Regions from separate parts of the Mus musculus genome. Here regions 2, 3 and 4 are each linked to region 1. A link is a contact called in public Hi-C, HiChIP or PLAC-seq and promoter capture Hi-C data. All regions are on one chromosome and are shown on one strand. The core of a region is the stretch at or near the end of the contact, and the rest is flanking DNA. Distances in the headings are between cores, read along the strand shown.

Region 1 (3,067 bases), core at 157-2,656:
AGGTGGTTATCAAGCACCTGGTGTGGGTTCTCAGAACAAATGGTACTGTGATCCTTTGAAGAGAAGCCTGAGCCCTCTTTACTAATTAGCCATCTTTCCAGCCCCAGACTTAACTCTGTCTTTTATATCCCCTGTGCGGGTAATTGAACCAAGGGACTCAAGCATAAAACCACCACTCTACTCTCAAGCTAAACCACCAGCACTGTAACTATACACTTCAAATGAGTGCCTCGGTAAAGCTGTTTCAATTCCACACTATACAAATTGATGCCGTTCCAGAACTTCGAGGAGTCTTAATGTCCTTGTGAGCAGACACCTAGAGTTTAGAAAGATGCACCCGCTTTACTTTTGAAAACTTCCTAACTTACATTATATCTCAAATGAGGCACAGCTCTGAAGCCAGGAACCAAGGCTTCCACGTCTTCCACTTTTCCCTACACGCCCGATGACACGGAGCTATGGAGCATGCCTCGGTTTATCAATTCGATTGAACACAGGCCGGTGCAGGCTACGAGGTGGGGATAAGAAAACCACTCTACGCAAAAAAAGATCAGAACCAAGGGCCACGAAGGGGGAGCAGAATTTAAACAGCTAAAAACACTTTACTCTGCAAAGTGGTGTGGAGTTAGGGTGACCAAAAGAAAACACCTATAGGTCAAAGAGAGCCAGCCAATGAGAGCGGGGGACCGATGACGTAGGTTAACCAAAGGGTTTTCTAAACCTGCTCTCTGCAAGTGATACTTAGGTGATCAGGCCTTCTCAGCGTGCAATGACAGGAGATACAATGTCGACGAAGTTCGCTGTCGGCAAGTTCCCCTTTTACAAGCGAAAAGCGCACAGCTATGCCCAAGATCAAACAACACTCCAGCGTTACTTACTAAGCCCTATCTCCAACTATCTCCACCGCCATCTTCAGGATGCGAGCCCAGCAGCCGCATCACTTCGGGGGCTGCGTAGCTCCCGGGTCGTGCAAACTGAAAGGAGATGCAGTAACACCGTGCATCGCCCTGGTTCCCGGTCCCCCGTCCCCCGATCCCGCCTCGGCCACGCGAGGACCTCACCTGCACACGCCTCGGATACAAGGCTCCAGCCAGATGCGGTAGGCGGTCTCGATGTGCTCCTGCGACACCTCCTCGGGCCGCACCGTCTCCGCCCAGCGCCAGGCCGCCTTCTCCAGCTGCAGCCGCGGAGCCATAGCCTTGACCGAGGTAGCACTCGCCGAGCCCGGTGGCCTCCGGCGCCGCCTCCGTCTCCGCCCGAATGGGCACGGGCCCCTGCCAGCCGAAAGAACCCAGCGCTGCCCTCAGACAGGAGAGCAGTCAATCACCTGCGCGCGCCACGGCCGCCGCGCCCGCCCGCCCGCGCCCAGCTCGCACGACCAGCCGCAAAGCGCCGCCGCCGCCGCCGATACCCGACAGACCCCGCGCCTGCGGACGTTGGAGGCGTACGCCCTGCCGCAGTCTGCGCATGCGTGCTCCCAGGAGTCCCTGCGCCGAAAGCCCATGTAATCCGACTGGCGGAAGAAAGCCAAGCGTCTGCCCAAAGGCGACTCGCCACGTCTTTTTTCCGCCATGGTGAAGGCAGCTAGCTACGCTTCAGCCTCCGTCGTCTACTCCGACGAGCGAGAGCTTGCCCTTGCTTTCCACACTTCCCCTGTTACTGTGACAAAGTTACACCATAGAGTACTCAACGCACACCATAGGGCCACCGGGACTGTGAGTGGGACCTGATAATAGCAGAAACCGAGGCAGCCGGAACGCCACAGTCGGATCGAGGATTTCACTTGAGCCTGGGCGAGTTCCGGCTCCTTGCCCGTGCTTTCTGACGTCACGAGGCGTTATGTGGTTTGCGGATGCTACAACGGGACTACATATCCCAGCGTGCAATGCGCTCTGCCACTCGCGGAGCGCGAGGCATCCTGGGGTTTGTAGTCTTCGAAGTGATAGGCTCAGTCTTTGAGTTGCAGGTTGTTTAGAAGCATACACAGGTCTGGGACGTGTTCTTTGCTGTAGGCTGTTGACCAGAGGGTCAACACTTTGACGTCTTAATTCGTTATGGAGTGTACACCCTAGCTCCCTGCTGTGATATTATTTCCTTTTTGCAACTACTTCCCCTTAGACCTAAAAAAGGCTAAACTGAATCACAGCGTTTTGTAACAGAAAAGAGCTATTACAGCTAAAGAGAGAAAATTCCAGGACTTTAAATATGTAAAAGCCCTGTGGGAATTCAAGGACTAATTCCTCCCTTATCTACTCCTCAACCCACCCCACCAGCCCCCAAGTAACCTTGAACTGAAGTCAAGATTTACTGAAGCAAGATTTGGTCCTTTGGTTGAATTTAGGCTGAAAATAAAAAACACAAAAATCTTCTAAGTCAGGACACACACACATACACCTCCTTTCTTAAAGAATTCCTACACCAGTTGGTTGGTGGTGGCACACACTTTTAATCTCAGGAGGCAGAGACAGGTAGATCTCTGAGTTAGTGGGCCAACCTTGTCTACAGAGTGAGTTCCAGGACAGCCAGGGCCACACAGAGAAACCTCGTCTCCTGGAAGGAAAAAAAAAAAAAGTCAAACAAATAAACACTGAATTCCTATACCACTGGTTAACAGTTGAACACTGTTGTGGGGCCCACCTTTAATCCCAGTACTCTGGTGGTGAAGGGTAGAGCCTTGCAAATTTAGTGAGTTTCTTTTTTTGTTGTTTGTTTGTTTTGTGGGGCCCACCTTTAATCCCAGTACTCTGGTGGTGAAGGGTAGAGCCTTGCTAATTTAGTGAGTTTCTTTTTTTGTTGTTTGTTTGTTTGTTTGTTTGTTTGTTTTTTGGAGACAGGGTTTCTCTGTATAGCCCTAGCTGTCCTGGAACTCACTTTGTTGACCAGGCCGGCCTTGATCTCAGAAATCCACCTGCCTCTGCCTCCCCAGTGATGGGATTAAAGGCGTGCGCCACCACGCCCAGCGAGTTTAGTGAGTTTCATGACAGCCAGAGCTACATACATGGTGAGACCCTGTTGCAAAAACACACATAATAAGTTGAACTACTTTCTTTTTGTTTTTAAGATTTAT
Region 2 (3,372 bases), core at 216-2,715, 1.3 Mb after region 1:
ATCCTCAGAGTCTCGGAAACGGCAGAAACTTTACTTTTCATTTAAGACTGGGAAACACGGATCTTCCCACACTTAAAGATTTGAATGAGCACCAAAGCAGGTAACTAACCGTGTGGTTTTCCTTAACAACAAACAAGGCTGTATCGAAAAGACCTAAGCCGTTCTGACAGTTTCAAAACCCCTAAGAGGTAAGACAAGATAAAAGTCCTCACTCACCCAGTGAGACAACATTTCCGTAATTCTCCTGCATCACATCCCTGTAAAGATCTCTCTGTGTAGGATCCAGAGGTCTCCATTCTTCCCGAGTGAGGTACATGGCCATATCTTCAAATGTCACAGGGGCCTGAAATCACACAACGCTTCCTCACTACTTGGTATCTAGGAGTTTAGAACCAGCTTTTCTTCTTGAAATTAGAGACATGGTTAGAAATGTCGAGAAGGCAGTGGCATTAAGTCTCATCTGTAGAGTCCGAAGGAAAAAAAAAATAATAAAGAAAGAAGAAAAAAAGACATGTGGTCAAAAGACAGGGGCAATCTACTAGCTTCCCGCTCAGGCCGTCCCTGCCCACTTTGGACCCTTACATACAAGGCTCTCCTTTTCTTAGACCAGTGAAATTCTCGTCTTTATGGCCCAGTTCTAGAGCCAACTGCTGTTCTGTTTCTCCCCACCCTTTATCACTCTTCGCTCCATCCTTGGACACCACATCTAGAATTAACCACTCCTCGACTTACTATTTCCCACACCACAATACGTCCTTGCTCAGGCCAACAGAATACTTACCATATCGCATCCAGGTTAACCGGACACACCGTTCTCCCTACAGATTGTTGGCAAGAAGGGTACCACCCATCTTGTTTGGTTTTATTCTCCTCAGTATTTAGTCTTACAGTGGGTGTTCTATATATGCTTGTATATGGTTATATTAGCCAACTCGAAGCCCGTATACTAAGCAGAATAGCAAAATGAGCTTATCCCAGGGAATTTCCTATAGGGGTTTGCAGACGGGGAAACACCGGGCAAGATGGGTAAGCAGAGCCCTCGGGGCTTACCTGAGTCCCAGACATGAGCAGGGTGGCTGCCATCTCGGGCTCAAGCGTTCGTCTCCTGGGAGAGAGAGAGCAGGAAAACCAGCTAGCAGACAACGTTGAAGGAGGCGAAAAGCAGGACGTGAGGCGCGGCAAGAGGCCCTGCCCACTACTCCCTAGGGCTGGAGTTCTGGTCGCAGGGTATGAGGGGAAGGCCCAGGACTGGTCACTCTCCTCTCTGACTCCCGAAGAGTCACCCACTCTCCGTGTCTCGGTTAATATCGAGTACGTGCAACGTTAGGGTAGGAGAGGGCAGGCACTGGCTGGGTGCCCCCTAGGCTGGGGGGTCAGGCCGATGCAATTCAAGGGAGGAGGCTTTCAACCCAGCCCATAGAACGCCTCTGCTCTGCCATCTCCGGGCTGGGACCTTTCCGGCAGCAATCCCAGCCAATCAGCGAAAAGAAATCGTAAAATATCTGACCAATCAGAAGCCAAACCATCAGCCCTCCTCCTGCGGCGTGGCCGGGTAGCTCCATCACGCGTGCGCGCACCTCGCGGCCTGACGGGACTTGGAGTTTCACTCTGGCGTACAAAGGCCACTTAGCAGCCAAGAGCAGGGGAGGGAAAAGAACAAAAGGGAAGAGACAGGACCGCGACCTTCAAGACCAGTGAGAATACCCCCACACATACTTTTTTCTCGGAAACCACAGCACGACTCAGCAAAGGAAGCGTCTGTGTTTTTTTTTTTTTCTCATGGCCCTACGACCATCTTTGAGTCATATATTATCCGCGAGGTTAGATTGAGTGTGGAAGCTCGGGCTGACCTCAGCTGAGATCACCCCTCATTTGACAGCCCAGGCCAGAGCGGGAAAAGGCTTCTTTTCCCTCCCTTGGGAGACTCCCTGGCCGGGATGGAACTTTGGGCCCCGCCCACGGACTCCCAACACCGCCTGAAGCTCTCGCTTTCTGGATACTGAGAACTACAACTCCCAGTAGGCCTTCCGGCAGTCACAACCCACCCCAGACTACATATCCCACGAGGCCTCGCGTCCCCTGTCCGGTGCTGGAGTGCTGTCCGCGGCCCGGCCCAGGGTGTTCCAACGTTAACCCTGTAGGGAGCGTCTCGAGCTCTTTTATAGAGACGGAGCTCAAGTGCACCCATCTAAGTCGCCAAAACATTGAAATCAGAAGCGGGGGGGTGGGGTAGGGTGTGTAGGGAAATAGCTGGCCCTGGAGTGGGAGACTCAGGGACTTGGTACTCTTGAGGGTGTCTCTGCTGAAAGGAATCTTGGAGACCTCCCAACATCATGAAAACCTTAGGCCTGCGACAACCTGGAGTCCTAAGGATGCTAGTAGTCTCTGTTTCAAAGAAATCACAAAACCAGATTAGGACAGAACGGACAGGCTTACCTCCTGGTCTGTGGTCGCTGGCTCCTCAGAGATCTAAAGAGGCCTGACGTTCAGAAAGGTTCTAGATATCACCAGCAGATTCCAGAGATCTCAGGGCCATGAATAGAAATCCGAATCCATGGATTAACAGGCAAAGGGCAGGGTTTGGTTGTAGGATGAGCACAAAGCTTCAAGACTGCAGAGACTGTTCTATAGCTCCGGGAAACAACAATCTCATAAACAGATCTCCGAGGCCACAACAGCTGGCCAAGAAACATCAGCGTTGGCTATGCTGCATTCACTCAGAATCCTCCAAATGGAAGGACTTGTAGCCTTTCCTTTCCCTAGCGGGGATGAAGGAATTAGACAATGGAAGGCGAGGGCTAAGCAAAACAGGGATTCTGTGTGGGGAAGAGCTCCCAGCTTGCTGTAGCCTTGGAGAGGGAAGTGATGGAAAAAGAATATAGCAGCTTATTAGGGACTCCCACCCTCTTCAAGTTATAAATATCCCCAAACCTTGGCTTGATGCCCAGACGCCTGTTGTCTCTGACTGAACGGGAGACTTCTCTGCCTAGGCTGGGAAAAGGGACTTTTCTTTTGTTTTACAGATACATCCACACACACTGAAGGACTTGGGGAATTTTTTTTTTCCAAATAAGATTCCCGGCCATGCTTTTATTAGAGTGTTCTGTTCCCAATGCCCAGTTATTTATGGCTACATGACTCAGGGGTCTAAAAAAAAAACAAACTAGCAGGACCCCTACCAGCCACAATGAATCTCTTCTACCTGTGCTTCTCTTGTGCTCCCAAGGGTAGGACTAAAAAATGTTTCGATGCCACAAAATTGCACTATTCTACCTACTGTAAAATGTATCCAGCCACCATGTGAGTTAGAATCCTGAAGGATTTACAACAGCCAGAATATGGGCATAAAGATTGGACAGACCTAGGCTGGGT
Region 3 (2,994 bases), core at 320-2,819, 1.4 Mb before region 1:
TCTCGAACTCACAGTTTGAGATTAAATCCCAAGCACCAGGATTAAAGGTCTATGCCACCATCGCCATGCCTGGCTTTAATTTACTTTTGATTTGGGTACTGTGCTTTCCAATTCATGAAGCATCCTGACACGATCTTCAGCACTGGGAAGAATTATAATCCATGATCCTCTTGTGTTATAAGGAAATGAAGGTTCAGGGTGACACCCAAGGTGACACAGAGAGGAAGTGGCAGAGCCAGGCTCAAGTTCCTTGAGGGCATCTTTTAAGTCCAGGGGAGTGGGAAACTGAGGCTGGAAGCAGCATCTTCGGTGATGCCCAGAGGTTCAGGCGGTTTGGTAGGGTTCTAACTAGGAGGATGGGGCCCTGGGTTCCTTCCTGACTTCTCAAACATACTGGGTAATTGGGGATTTTGGTGGCCTTGTCTTTCTGCCTAGCTGATTCACCCTGAGGAGTCTTCACTACTGTGTCTTCAGAGCCTACACGATGACACATAGTAGGTGCTCAATAAATATACCCCGTGAGTGGCGTCCTGGGAAGCCCTACAGGGGTGTGTTCCCTCCTACTTGAAGGCAGCAGTGGCCTCAGGATCAAACCTGCAGATTTAGCCAGCCCCAGCTTCTACTCTGGGTCACCCCTGGCAAGGACAAGGACATCATGGAGGCCAGTTTTGAACCTAACACTGGGTCAAACTCTGAAGTCAGCTCACCCTAGTTAACCTCTTTGCTCTGACTGCCTGGTCCTGGCCAAAATCATCCCATTGTTCCCAGACTCAGTTTTCCCGGATGTAAAAACCTGTAATGTGAAATGTCCCCTACTCTGTAAAAACCCGCAGCGGGGCGAGAAGCCACGCCCCCGTCACAGCAGGAAGGGGCCGGGCCTTTCCGGGACTCTAGGGCTTCCCAGGCCTCGGGGAACTGAGTCTGGAGACACAGAGGGTGGGAGTGGGTGCCTGGAGCTCCCAGTACGCAGGGGGCGTCCAGTGACCCTGCGTGACCTTGAGCAAGGTCCTTTCTTCCCTTCAAACCCAGCGACCGGTGCCCTGGGCTGTGCTGGCAGGCGGGGGCCGCTGGCATGCTCGTTGGCATCAGTTTCCCCTCCAGCTACTCAGGAGTCCCGAGAGCACTTCCGGGTTCGGAAGCGCAGTGGAGGCGGCGTGGGGACGATCGGGGCTCCCCGCGGGCTTACCTGGAGGCGGCAGCGACGGATGGGACGACGGCAGAACTTCTGGCAGCCCCGCAGCTCCCGCCCTGGCGCTCCCCGCCTGTTCTCTCCCTGGCCCAGCCGCCCCACACCGGCCCGGGCCGGTCCCGCCTGCGCAGCCCTAGGGCCCGGGCCTTCCGGGCTGGGCCGGGCGCACCGCCACCTAAGCCACCAAAGCCATCGCCCGGGTGCTGGCCTTGGGACGGGACCCGCACTTCTGTGTCTCCCGCTCCCCAGGAAGCGAGAGCGCGGGGCACAGGAGGGGTCTGCAGAGAGTGCTCACCAGGGGCTGGGCTGGCATGAGGGGAGTTCGAGCAGACACTTGAAGGGGAAGCTTCCAAATTTTGCCGCCACACTTGAAAAGAGCCTGTCCCAGAAGGTGCCTCCCCCTCCTGTGCACACTGCTCGGTGAAATTTGCAACACCCACGCCTTCTGATCGTTCTTTCACTTTCTCTAATGCTCGCCAGTCGTTGCACCCGTGGCTCTTCCGTCCCACGGGCCTCCGTTTTGGGGTTCCATTCCTGTTAGACTAGCCACCCACTCAGCTCTAGTCTTTGAACAAGTATTTGCTGAGCACCTACTACGTGCCAGCAAGGTTATGGATTAGCACACCAGGCCTTCGGGCCCATATTTTAATCGTAGTATTTAACACTGAAGTTGATTGTTTTCCTGTTTGCCAATTTATAATCTGGGTATCCCACACTAGAACTTAAAGACCCCAAGAATGGAAGGGGGGGTTGTCTCCCATGCCTCATCCTCCGCTCTCCTCATTTGGGAGCCGGCTCTTGGTTGCCCAGGCAACCTGTGAAATTTCATCACACCTAATCTACAGGTGAGGAAGTAGGTGGCCATCCTGGTCAGGGCTGGAATCTGAGTCACCATGACCTCTGACGTCGTTGCTCTTTCCCCTGGAGAAGATAGGCTGGAGTTGGAAATGGAAAAAGTTCTCGAGCGGACAGATGAGACGTGCGGCATTCCAGCAGGGAGCCTTATGACTCAGGATCCGACTGGAACGCTAGAGGGCCTCCATCACCTGATCTCTCTATCGGCCAATCAGGACCTAGAAGAGCTAGGAGGTTATTGTAGGTCAAAAAAGGACAGTTGTGGAGGGTTGAAGGATTCTAGCTGAGATTCTGGGCATCACTAAGTTGGGGAAATAACCATACCAAGGTGGCACGCTCCCCCCGCCCCCCGCAAATATCATGGAATTTTAAAAGATCCTATTGTTGTCTATGAGGAATGGAGGATTGGAGTGACCAGAGGCCACCGATTAAGAAGCGGTCCTGAGCTGAAGTAGCCAGCCTCAGCCTGAGCAACTAACTACCTTAGCCTTTCAGATGTGAGACAGCTGCCGTTTTTTTTTTTTTTTTAATTTCAGCATAAGTTGATTTTAGTAAGTTCTTGATATTAAAAAAAAATAAATGTAACTCTGAAAGTTAAAAAAAAACGGTCATTCTCTAATGGAAAACAGAATCACAATGGATAAAGAAAATCAATATGGAAAATAGTTTTAGAAAAGAAGACATACTCAAAACAAAGTGATCGCTTAGGTGGGGTTTGGGGACAGTAAAGACGCAGGGAGAACACTGCGAGTGACTCCTCTGCTTTTAGTCCATAGCCACATATCAATATTGATTTTTTAAAAAAATCTTGTCCAATGTATCAGTGTTAAGATTGGAAAGTAAGGCAAAGGTCACATGGATTTTTGCTGAGGACTCTGCACTATTTCTGAAACTCTCCTGTCCGCTGGTCGCTCTAAAGCCCTTGTCACACACGTTTGCTAAGCAAGTGA
Region 4 (3,307 bases), core at 203-2,702, 1.3 Mb after region 1:
GTATGCGTGAAGCAAAATGACAAGTTATGTATTAAGCACAAGACATTTATGACTACCATTGATATCAAAACTTTTAAAATGTTCAGATTTTGTCAACTTTAACCTAAAAAAAAAAAAAAGGTAAAATAGACTCTAGGAAATAAATCCTTCGGATCAAGAGGGGGGATTCAACAACAATGCCACACAGCCAAACCATATTTCTGGATGCAGCAAATATTCTAACGTGACTGGAACCCTTTGACACAAACATTTTTGCAAAAAAAAGAAAATTACAAAATAAAGTCATTTAAATAAGATTTATAAGGACCGCTGGGAGACTCGGGAAGTCAGTACTAGCTTCTCCCTGACTTGTGGCGAACATCTCTAAGCAAAATGTTGAGAGACGGGCTTTTAAAAGAACCAAGGAAAGCTAACGGTTATCTCACAGCTCGGGAGTATCAAGCCTTTAATCACTACGACTGACTCCTGACACATTCTGCTTTTAAAGGGCAAGGGGGGGAAAAATCCCAAACAGGTAACGAGAAAGGACTGAACCTTTCAAGAACCCCTGGGCTTTCGTCTTAAAATTCTGGCCACATGGCTACTACCGTGTAAGAAAAAGAAGCGCTTTTCCAAACTGGAGCGCCTATGACATTCTCAGAATTACCTAGCTCAGGCGCCGCTCGAAACCAAGTGTCACGGCCTCTTAGTAGTCATTTTTTCCTTCAAATCCCGGCTCGAAGCATGCAGGTTGGGGATCGGGCGGGAGGCACCCCCCATACCTCGGCCCCTCGGCTCCGACTCCCGTAAAAGTTTGCTCCCGGCTCAGGTAACCCTGGGACTTGCACCCCGCCCTCGGCTCACCCCACCCCCTCGGGCGCGACCCGGTTATCAACACATCCCACAGGCCGCCGGGCGAGAGGCGGGCCAGGCCTGACCGCAGGCCTCGGGGGCAAGCACCGGGGTCAGGGGGAAACGCCTGAAACCCTTCGCCCGGACCGGGGCCGCGGACAGCGGCGGGCGGAGGCGGGAAAAAGCACCGCGAGACCGGCAGGCCGCACGGAGGACAGCGGACCGAGGGACCGGGGCACCGGAGGGGCTGAGAAGGATGAGCGACAGAGAGAGGAGGCGCCGCGGCGGGACTCAGGCCCGCGGCTGCGCGGCGGGCCGGAGCAGAAGCCGCCCCCGGCCCATCCCCACCCCCACCCTGGGGCCTCGGAGCAAAGACCCAAACTGCAGGCCAGGGCGCCGAGCCTGGACCCGGCCGAGTCCGGTCAGACCGGGACTCCCGGCCCCTCCCCCCCACGGGCCAGCGCGAGACTCACCAGGGCAGAGCTGGGGGCTGGCGGCCTGGCCCGTGAGAAGCAGCGCGAGGCGCTTTGAAAACGACAAGAAATGGCGCGCGCGCCACCCCCTCCCCCCCTCGCATGGACCGAGACGCGATCCCGGCAGCACGCGGGGTTTCCCGGAACTGCTTCCAGGGACTCCGTGCGGCCGACCAATCGGCCCACGAGACCGTATGACGGGCAGCTTGACGGGCCAATAAGAGAGAGGGGAAAGCGGCCCTCACGTCGGGGACTCCGAGGACCAATCGGTGTGGCCGTCGGGCTGAGCCAATGAGGGGTCTCAGCGCCACTGGCTGCGGCGCCTCCGGGGCGGGGGCATGCACACAAAGGGGTCTGTTGGTGGGAGCCCCTGGTAGTGGCGAGGCTGCGGGGCAGCGGGCCTTGCGTGGCCGAAGCTCCTCCCTCTTCTTCTACCACCGTTAAGAGGTTGAAAAATCTAGGCCTCCCGCCGCGTGGCCACCTCCGGAGCCCCGCCCCCTCGGGTCCCGGCGGCCACGCTCCGCAATGGCGCTGCTACCCCGCGCCGGAGTCCCTTATCTCCAATCCTCCCTCCCGCCGTTCTGAGCGTTAGGTCCCGAGCACACCCCATTCGCCACACGCTGGGCTCCATCAATAGATCATCTTGGCTCTAGTCAAAACACAACTTCAGGGTGACTTGACTCGTGTCGCTGGAGATTTCTCTGTAGAAAAGCATCCCTTAGAATGACTGGAGAAACTGCCTGTTTCCCTCCTTGGCTCTTCTCCTCACAGAATAACGTGGATCTGACTCAAGAGTGACGCTAACAGAAAGCAGGGACCCTTCGGAGTTTGGAGACTAGAGTAGGTAGGGTCACTGGATCAACGACTGAAAGCCAGGCAAGCGGGCAAAGGGTTCATTTCCAAGAAACTAATACCTGTTATTCATAAACCTCTCACCTGTCACTCCTGTCCCAACACTACCTCAGTGAAGAAGGTCAAGGGATCTGCTTCCAAACATATCTGGAGATCATGTTTCTCAAATCCTATAAACCAAAGTTTATTGTTAGTCTACCCATGCGTTTTTGAACGGACATGTGCAAAAGTGCACTTGATACGAACTTGATGGCCAATGTAGTAGTGCTGGGAGGTGGGGCCGGTAGTGGGAGGTGTTTCGGGCACTAGGACTCCACCCTCAAAGCATTAAAGCCGACTGATAGGCCTCCAGGCTGTGAGTTTGATGCCTGACTCTAGATCTTCTCTGCATCTTTTGCGCTTCCAGCGTAGGGAGACGGCCCTTATCCCCGCGTGCTCTCAATGTTGGACTTCCCTGCTTCCAGAACTGTAAATTGTAAAGCCTGTCCTAGGGGCTGGAGAGACGGCTCAAATGCAAGTTTAAAATCCTGACTGTGGCCCGGCAGTGGTGGCGCATGCCTTTAATCCCAGCACTCGGGAGGCAGTCAGGCGGATTTCTGAGTTCCAGGCCAGCCTGGTCTACAGAGTGAGTTCCAGGACAGCCAGGGCTATACAGAGAAACCCTGTCTCGAAACCCCGCCCCCCCACAAAAAAAAAACCTGACTGTGAATCTCCATCCACTTGAGTAAAAAGCCTGGCGTGACCGCATGCACCTGTAAACTCCAGTGCTGATGTAGACTGCAACCGGAGAATTGCTGTAGCTTGCTGCCAGTTTAGCTCCAGGGCGGAGGGTGGAAGAGCAGGACACTCACTTTCTTCCTCTGACCTTCGTCTGCACCTCCCTCCACACACACATAAGCAAACACAAGATCAGATAAAAACCCTCTTCTGTATAAATTATCCCACCGGTGTTGTATCCCAGCAATACTAACAAGGCCGTTAGTGTCCAATACCAAGCCAATATTATGGGATGTAAAACACAGATCTCCCAGGAGCATACAGCTCAGTGTTAGAGCACGTTCTTCCATACAAAGAGCCCTGAGTTCAGGCTCTAACTTGTGGGGTGGGGTTCTGGTGGCTGGAGAGACCCAGGTTCAATCCCAGAGCCAATA

Evidence for each region. Hi-C and Micro-C count contacts between places; a contact is called where the count stands out from the background. HiChIP or PLAC-seq counts read pairs in DNA pulled down with a chosen protein or histone mark. Capture Hi-C pulls out chosen DNA fragments and counts their contacts.
Region 2: a contact with region 1 is called in a promoter capture Hi-C map of liver, with 3 times the contacts expected there. The contact joins the promoter of Zfp46 here to the promoter of Usp48 in region 1. A contact is called at or near these places in 1 of 39 promoter capture datasets (liver), 3 of 115 datasets of contacts at active chromatin or transcription factors (all in embryonic stem cells) and 2 of 9 other capture datasets (adipose tissue and liver).
Region 3: a contact with region 1 is called in a Hi-C map of CD8 T cells, with 3 times the contacts expected there. The contact joins the promoter of Tmco4 here to the promoter of Usp48 in region 1. A contact is called at or near these places in 1 of 39 promoter capture datasets (pre-B cells) and 3 of 484 Hi-C or Micro-C datasets (CD4 T cells and CD8 T cells).
Region 4: an H3K27ac HiChIP or PLAC-seq map of microglia shows a contact between it and region 1, with 8 times the contacts expected there. The contact joins the promoter of Hnrnpr here to the promoter of Usp48 in region 1. A contact is called at or near these places in 1 of 39 promoter capture datasets (pre-B cells), 1 of 484 Hi-C or Micro-C datasets (erythroblasts), 3 of 115 datasets of contacts at active chromatin or transcription factors (astrocytes, microglia and thymic regulatory T cells) and 1 of 9 other capture datasets (adipose tissue).

Annotation. Positions count from the first base shown.
Region 1 is chr4:137,592,511-137,595,577 of GRCm38.p6, reverse strand. Usp48 (ubiquitin specific peptidase 48) reads right to left here and starts at 1,406. Exons shown (of 27, transcript NM_001355588.1): 1 at 1,062-1,406. The coding sequence starts at 1,195.
Region 2 is chr4:136,284,160-136,287,531 of GRCm38.p6, reverse strand. Zfp46 (zinc finger protein 46) reads right to left here and starts at 1,465. Exons shown (of 3, transcript NM_009557.4): 1 at 1,051-1,465; 2 at 217-460. The coding sequence starts at 322.
Region 3 is chr4:138,971,480-138,974,473 of GRCm38.p6, reverse strand. Tmco4 (transmembrane and coiled-coil domains 4) reads right to left here and starts at 1,569. Exons shown (of 17, transcript NM_029857.3): 1 at 1,187-1,569.
Region 4 is chr4:136,309,087-136,312,393 of GRCm38.p6, reverse strand. It overlaps Hnrnpr (heterogeneous nuclear ribonucleoprotein R), which reads right to left and starts at 1,452. Exons shown (of 11, transcript NM_001277121.1): 1 at 1,305-1,452.